Linked DNA regions of Mus musculus: all the other regions are linked to region 1. Evidence: chromatin contacts called from public Hi-C and promoter capture Hi-C data. All regions are on one chromosome and are shown on one strand. The core of a region is the stretch at or near the end of the contact, and the rest is flanking DNA. Distances in the headings are between cores, read along the strand shown. Region 1 holds the start of Ercc2 (excision repair cross-complementing rodent repair deficiency, complementation group 2). Region 2 holds the start of Apoc1 (apolipoprotein C-I). Region 3 holds the start of Mypop (Myb-related transcription factor, partner of profilin).

Region 1 (2,700 bases), core at 193-2,692:
GGCTTAGCGGGTAAAGGTGCTTGTGGCCAAGCCTGATCACCCGAGTTCAATCCCCAAGACATACACGGAAGGAAAGAACCAACTCTACCCTCACGTGCACACTGTAGCATGTATACACACATTGGAAATAAGTATACCTAAAAGAAAACTTTTTTTAAAAAGTTTGTGTTCAGGGCTGTTGAAATAGCTCAGCAGGTAAAGGCGATTGCTATCAAACCTAACAGCCTGAATTTGATCCCTAGAACCCACATAAAATGATAAGAAATCTGGGTGGTGTTGGCCTATGCCTTTAATCACAGCACTCAGGAGGCAGAGGCAGGTGGATCTTTTGGGACTTTGAGGCCTGCCTGGTCTATGAAACAAGTTCCAGGACAGCAAAAATCACACAGAGAAACCCTGTCTCAGAAAACACAACGAGGGACTGGAGAGATGGCTGAGCAGTTAAGAGCACTGGCTGCTTGCTCTTCCAGAGGTCCTGAGTTCAAATCCCAGCAACCACATGAAGGCTCACAACCATCTGTACAGCTACAGTGTACTCACATACATAAAACAAATAAATCTACAACAAAACAAAACCGAAATAGAAGTGGAAGGAAAAACCCAACTCCACAAAGTTGTCCTCTGACCTCCACATACGGAACCCCTTCTTCCCTCCACTATTGTCACTACCAGGAATACCTCCAGAGTTTTCCTATACATAGCCCTAGCTAGCCCGAAACTCACTATGAAACCCAGACTGTACTTCAAACTCGAGCAATCTGTCCTCAGCCACCCTGTCTCTAGAATTACAGGCATAATTGTAATTACTATCAGTCAGTTTATGCGGTGCCAGGATGGAACCCAGAGTTTCACCCCTGCTAGCTAGGCTAGCACCCTACCAACTGAGCGACATTCCTCGCCTTGTTATTTACAATTGTTGTTAGTACACGGTCTCGCTGTGTAGCCCCGGCTGGCCTCCAAAATCGCAGCGATGCTCCTGCCTGGGTCTTCCGGGTGCTGGGATAGCAAGGCCCGGGCCCCGACCAGGACGTTTGCCTGCCAGAGGCATCAGAATGCAAGGAGGGCAGCCTCGCCACCCACCTTGGCGTCCAGCGTGCGCTTGAGCTCCAGCATGTAGGAGAACTGCTCCGGGTAGATGTAGTCGTACGGGAAGTAGACCAGCAGCCCGTCCACGTTGAGCCTGGCGGCGGTGAGGCGTCGGTGCCCGGTGCTCTCGAGCCGCCTCGGCCTCCGCTCCGCCCGCCCGCCCGCCCTCGTGGCGTCTCGCCGCCAGGGACCCCGAAGCCACCCGGACCGGTCTCCGCAGCCTCTCCACGCCGCGCCCCAGCCCCGGCGACGCCCACCCGCCGCCCCATTGCCCACCGCAGAGCCGCCCGCTCTTTCAGAGACCCCATCTCACTTCATGGCGGCTGATCGCGGCGTCCACACGCCCGCTCCTGAATATTCAACGAGGGGGCGTGACCCAGAGACACACCTTCCTCGGGACGCCATTGGCCGAGTCCTCCCGTCACTCTGCCAATCGGAAAATTGGCGCGTGCGCATGGCGGTGAGAGGGCGGACTTCGGAGAGAAGTGGTGCCCGAGGCATCGCTGAGGATCGCCGAGGACTTCGAGCAGAACACAGAAAGAAGAGAGTCGAGAGAATCGATAGAGTTCATTGCTGCTTCGCTCCTCCAGGTTCTGTTCTGGTTGTCCAAGTCGTGAAAATAGTGTTTAAGAGAGAATAACAGAGAAATTGGAGACCGTCTTGATTTTTTTGTTTTTCGGGTGTTTTTTTTTGTTTTTTTGTTTGTTTTTTCGAGACAAGGTTTCTCTGTGTAGCCCTGGCTGTCCTGGAACTCACTCTGTAGTACAGGCTGGCCTCGAACTCAGAAATCCACCTGCCTCTGCTTCCCACCACTGCCCTGCCTAGCACGTGTTTTTAAGCATTTATTAATATGGGTTGGAAAGATGGCTCAGACGTTAAAGCATAGGTCACAAACAAACAAAACTTCATTAATTAAGGGCCTGGAGGAATCACTCAGTAGTTAAAAGCACTTTCTGATTTTGAAGAGGAGCAGGGTTCCCAGCCGCCCCACTCTCCACTCCCACCCCCCAAATCAGGCAGCTTATGATCGATCACCTTTAGGGCTAGCTCCATGGAATCCAATACCTCTGGCCTGTGGAAGGAAGAGGAAACCTGCAGAATTTGGTTCAGTCCTTTCCTTCCACTATGTGTGGGAATCGAACTCAGGTCAAAAGGCCTGTACCTCATGAGCCATCTCATGAGGTACAGGCCTCAGTAGACAGTCGTACTATGTAACCCAAGCTGGTCCGGAGCTCACTCTATAGCCTGGGTGGCTGGCCCCAGCTTGTGGCTAACCCACCTGAGGGCTGGACAATGCTGTCAGTTATTTCATATCTCTGGATTCTTGCTCAAATATCACCTTTTAGTCCTTCCTCCCTTCATTTCATCCTTTCTTTTCTTTCTTTTTTTTTTTAAGATTTATTTGTTATATATAAGTACATTGTAGCTGTTTTCAGATATACCAGAAGGGGGTATCCAATCTCATTACTGATGGTTGTGAGCCACCATGTGGTTGCTGGGATTTGAATTCAGGACCTTTGGAAGAGCAGTCAGTGCTCTTAATCACTGAGCTCCAGTCCCTTTTCTTTTTGAGAGAGTCTTTCTACTTAGTTCTGACACTGTCCTAGATCTCAC
Region 2 (2,700 bases), core at 59-2,558, 310 kb before region 1:
AAAAAAAAAAAAAAAAGAACTGAATGACTAGCAGTTTTAGAACCTTAGCTGTGTGCTTCCCGTACCCTACCTGTGGCACAGGAAGCCCTTGTTGCTAAGAGTAGGATGACACTGGAAGCACCAAGCACTGGGCAGAGTAAGGGGGAAATCTGTTACATTATTCAGATGGGCGCTTGAGGACTGAGCAGGACTCCTTTCAAGAAGCAAAAGGGTCAGGCCTGGTGCCCACAGGGACTGGAAGCTAGCTAGCGCCGAGTTGGCCCCAGAGATGTCGCAACCCAGCCAGGGTCGAGAATCTGTTCCACCCCTTTCACAACCATCCCCCTGTTGTCGTCGTCCCCACCCCCACCCCCGCCCCAACTGACACGTGGGTTGCAGGGGCACCAGGCCAGCCAACCTAGAGTCTGGGCCCCTTAGCCACCAGCTGCCAGGGGGTCACTGTCGGTCAATGACAGCTCTGGGGGAGGGGGGGAGAAGGGCCTTGGACTCTAGCCTGAGAGAAAGGATGTTGTGGAAGGAGGGGGCAGGGAGGCAAGTTTAGGGCCTGCAGGGGCCTAGGAGGCCCCACAAGACCTAAAAACGGGGGAAGGGGGGTTGTGCCAGTTAGGGGACACTATGGAGCTCTGCAAGCTAAGAGGCTCTTAGCTTCTTTGCAGTTTTGACTAGCTGAAGAGGCAACTTCTAAGGAAGGGAGATGAGGGGATGCCAAGATCCCAGAGAGCATCCGAGGAGGTCTGAGGGTGTGCAGATGCAAAGGCATTGGAGGTGAAGGGAGCCAGGGTGCAGCATCCGGGACAGAATGTGAGCTGAGGCTCCTGGTCAAGGAGAAGGTAGAGAAGAGCTAACCTGAGGATGCAGTGTGAGCTAGGGGTGAGATGGGGGTGAGGGGAGTTGTTTGTAAGACCCCCCCCCTTAAGGTGGGACAGCCTCAGAGAGAGAGTGAGTAGGCAGAGCAGCCAAGGCTGGGTGGAGATCAATGAGATTTGGAAGTGAGGATGCTGACCAGTGACGAGCCTTGGGCCTAAATAAAAAGCCTGGATGTGGGATCTGCCTCCCAGTATCGACCAGAATGACAGAAGAGAGTGGGCTGGTTGTGTTGGTGTTGGTGCATGCCTGTAATCCCAGCAACTCACTAGAGAGGCAGAGGCAGGAGCATCACAAATTCCAGGCCAGCCAAAAAGCCTATGTAAAAAAAAAAAAAAGAGAAAAAAGAAAAAAGAAAAAGTAGGTGGACACAGAGACAAGGGGGAGGCTCAGGGGGAGGGCGACCAGCTTGCTCCGCCCCCTCCCCAACCGGTTAAACCTCTGTGCAGGATCCTCCCACCGCCATGGGCCTCCTGAGAGATCCTTAGATCCAGGTTAGTGCATAGGAAAGTGTCCCCCCACTACCTACAGCTAAGGGATTGGGGTGGTGGGATCATGGTGGAGGGCGGTGGTGAATACTAGCGATGTCCCCCGCTACCCGTGCGTCTGCCTCCAGGGTGCCCCTCCAACCAGGATGAGGCTCTTCATCGCTCTTCCTGTCCTGATTGTGGTCGTAGCCATGACCTTGGAAGGTAAGAAAGAGCCTTGGAAGGTAAGAAAGAGGCTTGGAAGTGTGAAGTTGGCCTTGTGCCTGCGGCCCAGGCTTAGAAGACCCTCGAGGAGGGCTCTGAGGTCCCTTTCTGTGTCATCATTCCACTACCGCCCTCCCATCGTCCCCCATCCCACCTGCCAGGTGCCTTATTTTTGTGTCAAAGTGGGTGCTGAAGGAGGCAACTCTGTCCAGAAAAGACGCAGTAACCAATGACCTAGGATACCACCCTTTGGAATTGGCTAATCTTCCTAGAAGGGGCGGAGCGTAAAAACAAGGAGGTGAGAGGTGCAGTAAAATCAAGTGTCCAATACCCTCCCCCATGCTAATGAGTTTGCTCGCAACCCTCTCGCGGCAGGCCCAGCCCCCGCCCAGGCGGCCCCGGATTTGTCCGGAACATTGGAGAGCATACCGGATAAACTGAAGGAGTTTGGGAACACTTTGGAAGACAAGGCCCGGGCAGCCATTGAACATATCAAACAGAAGGAAATTTTGACCAAGACCCGGTTAGGACCTTTCAGGGCACGGGCGGGTGGTGTGTGTGTGTGTGCGTGCGCGCGCGCCCGTGTGTAAAAGCCCTAGCAGACAGTTCCACACTGACACAATGGGGAAACTGCACCAGAGTGTTTGACACTTTCCCTGAAGTCATAGAACTGTATCTGAAGTCATTGAACTGGATGTCAAAGTGCTCGTAGTGTGGAGACAGGCGGTGTAACTCCCAGCCAACTGTTAGAGATGTTTCCAAGTCCTAGTGAAGGGCCAAGCTAGGCGGCTGACTGGTTAGGACAGACCCTGACCCCTCCCTGTGTACTCTTGAGACAGGTCATGACTTGAGTCTCCGAGACAGAGAAAGAATGTAGGAGAGTTGGGGCAGGGGCACAGCAGAAGCTGTACAGGCCTGGGCTCTGCAGTTTACACTGGCCAAAGAGAGATTAGGGCATGCTGGGTTAAGAACTAGCCAGGCAGTGGTGGCGCACACCTTTGATCCCAGTATTCATGAGGCAGAGGCAGGCAGATCTCTTTGAGGCCAGCCTGATTGGAGCTAGTTCTAGGAAAGCCAGGGCTACACAGAGAAACCCTGTCTCAACACCACCACCACCCCCCAAAAAAAAGGGCCCAGCAAAGAA
Region 3 (2,700 bases), core at 140-2,639, 390 kb after region 1:
CTTTGGGACTCACCTGCCCGTCGATCCTGCCTGCGGTCCTCTGACAACACATACCGTTGTGTACTAGCGGTCGAAGCCTGCGGCTGTGAAGAGGCGGCTGCCCGGGACTCCTCAGCCCCAGAGCCAGCCCCCGGCCCCGCCACACCCGGTCCCAGGATGGCGAAAATAGTCTCCTCCTCCGCAGAGAAGGCGTCCTCAGCGGCGGGCCCCGCGCCCTGCGTGGAATGCGGCACGCGGGCCAGCTTCTCCTTGGTGCGGCGCTTGAAGTCGTTCCAACGCTTCTGAACCTCCTGGCCCGTGCGTTTCCAGCTGGTGATGCCGTTGATTTTGGTGGCGATGCTGTCCCACACTCGCCGCCGCTCGGCCACGCTCACCCGACGGCTCTGCGCGCCGTAGAGCTGAGGGTAGTGGGCGCGCACCTCTCGGATCAGGATCTGGTTCTCCTCGAAGGAGAAGCGCGGCTTGCGGAGTCGGGTGGTCTCCTCCGCTTCGCCCGGCGCCGCCGCCGCGGTCGCCGAGGCCATGGCGCCCCCAGACGCCACCGATCGGCTGCCTGGCGCATGGGGGGCGCCGGCTCTGCGGGCAAAGGGCGAACAGCGCTGGCGGTGGCTCGGTGTCCCCGTGTCGCCCCGACACGGGCTCCTCTGGTCCCCTGTGCAAAAGTGGTGATGGGAGCGGCGAGGTGCTGAATGCAATCAAAGGTGCTTCCTCGTAGGTGACACCCGCCCAGTGCCCATCTTGTGCTTCACGCGGCCGCTAGTGCCTCGCGGAGGAGTTGATGGGTACTGGGGGGACGGACGGTCTGGAAGGATGGAGGGAAATGAGCAAAAGTGGAAGGGAAAAGGGTGCCACAGCAGGAGTTAGAGGAGAACGGGGGCGCAGTAGAACAGGACAGGGCAAGAGTAACGGGGATGCCCAGGGGGTCGAACATGCATGATGCTGGGAAGTGATGCCAACTGGGCAATGCAGCAGACGGGGCATCCAGATCAGAGAGGAGCGCTGGGGGTTCCCAGGGTAGTGGGTGTCAGTTCTAGGGTCCCTGAGAGAGGATGTCCAAGAATAAAGATGAAATGGAACCTTCTAGTTAAGACGGCAAAATATTAAAGCTGAGGGTCTGCAGGGATTATGGGGGTGCTGGGATTGCTGGGGAAAGAAGGGGAGTTGTGGAGATAACGGGGGTCCGAGATAAGAGGGGGGACCCCCGAGGCTTTTTTTGGACTCCAGGAAGAGTGATGGAGCACAGAGGATGGGGACCCCAGTTGGGCCGCGGGTCACTCACCGTGCCGCCGCAGCCCCTGCCTGCCGGTGGGTCAGGGCTTCGGCTTCTGCGGCCTCTTCCCTCCCCCCCTACTTCTCCCTCCCCCTCTGGGCCCCGCCCCCAGTAGCATTGAGAGCCAAGACGCATGCGCGCCGGGCGAACGCGGTCTCCAGATACCCTGACAGAGCTGCGTTCTCTGAGCCGTGTCTCCCAGCACTGCGCAAGCGCAGAACTTCCCGTCGCCTTGCTTTACCAGAAGGACACAGCTGCGCAGCCGCACATTTAGCGCTGAAGTAGGTTCCCTGGGCTCTGGTGCTCAATTGCGCATGTGCAAACCTACAGCGCGCATGCGTGTCACTGGCACCTTGCCTGCGATGGTACCCAGGACTAAATCCCAGTGCGGGCGCAGTAGAGAGAGAGATGCTGAAGAGAGCGCTAGGACCAAGCGGAGTTTCTTCCCTTTGAGTAGTCCTTTAGCCTACTAAGCAAAGTCTTATTTTGAGAAAGGGGAGAAGAGCTTCATTTCCATGACAACTGCGTGGGTGGGGGCTGGGGGCGTTAGGAAACCTTGCCCACGCCCAATCCCTCCTCTGCGCAGGACCACTCGGAAACTACCTCCTACGGACTGAGGCGGGGCACCTGGAAATATTCCCCGCCCATGCAGAGGCGGTAACCATAGCAACCCAGCAACCTCCCAATGGTGCCTGGGAGGCCCCCTGTCCACAATTTGACGTCATGGCTCGGAGAGGGAGTTCAAAGGCAGGAATTTCTTGAAGGGTGGGGATGGCGATCCTAGAAAAGCGCAGAGCAGGAGTGATTCGAGAGCACCACTTGAATGAACTGGATGGCCGGATGGCAGGGTGAAAATTTTCAGTGCCCGCAGTTTCAAGGTCATTGGGTAAACGGCGCTTCGTTCATCTTTCCGACAGTTACACATAAGCTCTCACATATCCATATAAAAGGCAAATTGTGTTCACTACCAAAAAATTGTTTCTGAGGGCATCTTACTAAGTATCCCAAGCTGGCATTGAACATGCAGCAGTATCTCTGCAGTCACCAGCGAGGCTAGAAAAAAGACAGGATATGTGCGGACATTACACATAAGGAAAAGATGACATTTGTATTAAGACCCGAAGCAGAGAGGGAGGGCTGGAGCTCAGCAGTTACCATCTCTCCCGGGAACACCAGAGTTAGGATCTCTGTATCCAAAGGCGGGGGCTCATAACCATCCTTAGCTCCAGCACTGTTGCCCTCTGCTGGCACCAGGCATGGACATGGTGGACAAACATACAAGCAGGCAAAACACTCATATACATAAAAGGGAGAAAATTTCTTTTTCTTTTTTTTTTCTTTTTGGTGTGGGTGTGTGTGGTTGGTTCCTTTTTGTTTTTGAGATACGGGGTTTTTTGTTTGTTTGTTTTTGTAACCTTGATTGTCCTGGA

The links. A called contact is a pair of places that touch in the nucleus more often than the background predicts. Capture Hi-C pulls out chosen DNA fragments and counts their contacts.
Region 2: a promoter capture Hi-C map of liver shows a contact between it and region 1. The contact joins the promoter of Apoc1 here to the promoter of Ercc2 in region 1. A contact is called at or near these places in 8 of 39 promoter capture datasets (the 3T3-L1 cell line, the C10 cell line, embryonic stem cells and 4 more), 2 of 484 Hi-C or Micro-C datasets (the Ba/F3 cell line and stem cell-derived neural stem cells), 8 of 115 datasets of contacts at active chromatin or transcription factors (bone marrow-derived macrophages, embryonic basal ganglia, embryonic stem cells and 3 more) and 4 of 9 other capture datasets (adipose tissue, liver, macrophages and 1 more).
Region 3: a Hi-C map of regulatory T cells shows a contact between it and region 1, with 5 times the contacts expected there. The contact joins the promoter of Mypop here to the promoter of Ercc2 in region 1. A contact is called at or near these places in 1 of 484 Hi-C or Micro-C datasets (regulatory T cells) and 2 of 9 other capture datasets (adipose tissue and liver).

Annotation. Positions count from the first base shown.
Region 1 is chr7:19,380,759-19,383,458 of GRCm38.p6, reverse strand. Ercc2 (excision repair cross-complementing rodent repair deficiency, complementation group 2) reads right to left here and starts at 1,442. Exons shown (of 23, transcript NM_007949.5): 1 at 1,400-1,442; 2 at 1,081-1,180. The coding sequence starts at 1,404.
Region 2 is chr7:19,691,267-19,693,966 of GRCm38.p6, reverse strand. Apoc1 (apolipoprotein C-I) reads left to right here and starts at 1,308. Exons shown (of 4, transcript NM_001110009.2): 1 at 1,308-1,358; 2 at 1,481-1,556; 3 at 1,932-2,079. The coding sequence starts at 1,499.
Region 3 is chr7:18,989,934-18,992,633 of GRCm38.p6, reverse strand. Mypop (Myb-related transcription factor, partner of profilin) reads right to left here and starts at 1,389. Exons shown (of 3, transcript NM_145579.3): 1 at 1,280-1,389; 2 at 14-802. The coding sequence starts at 524.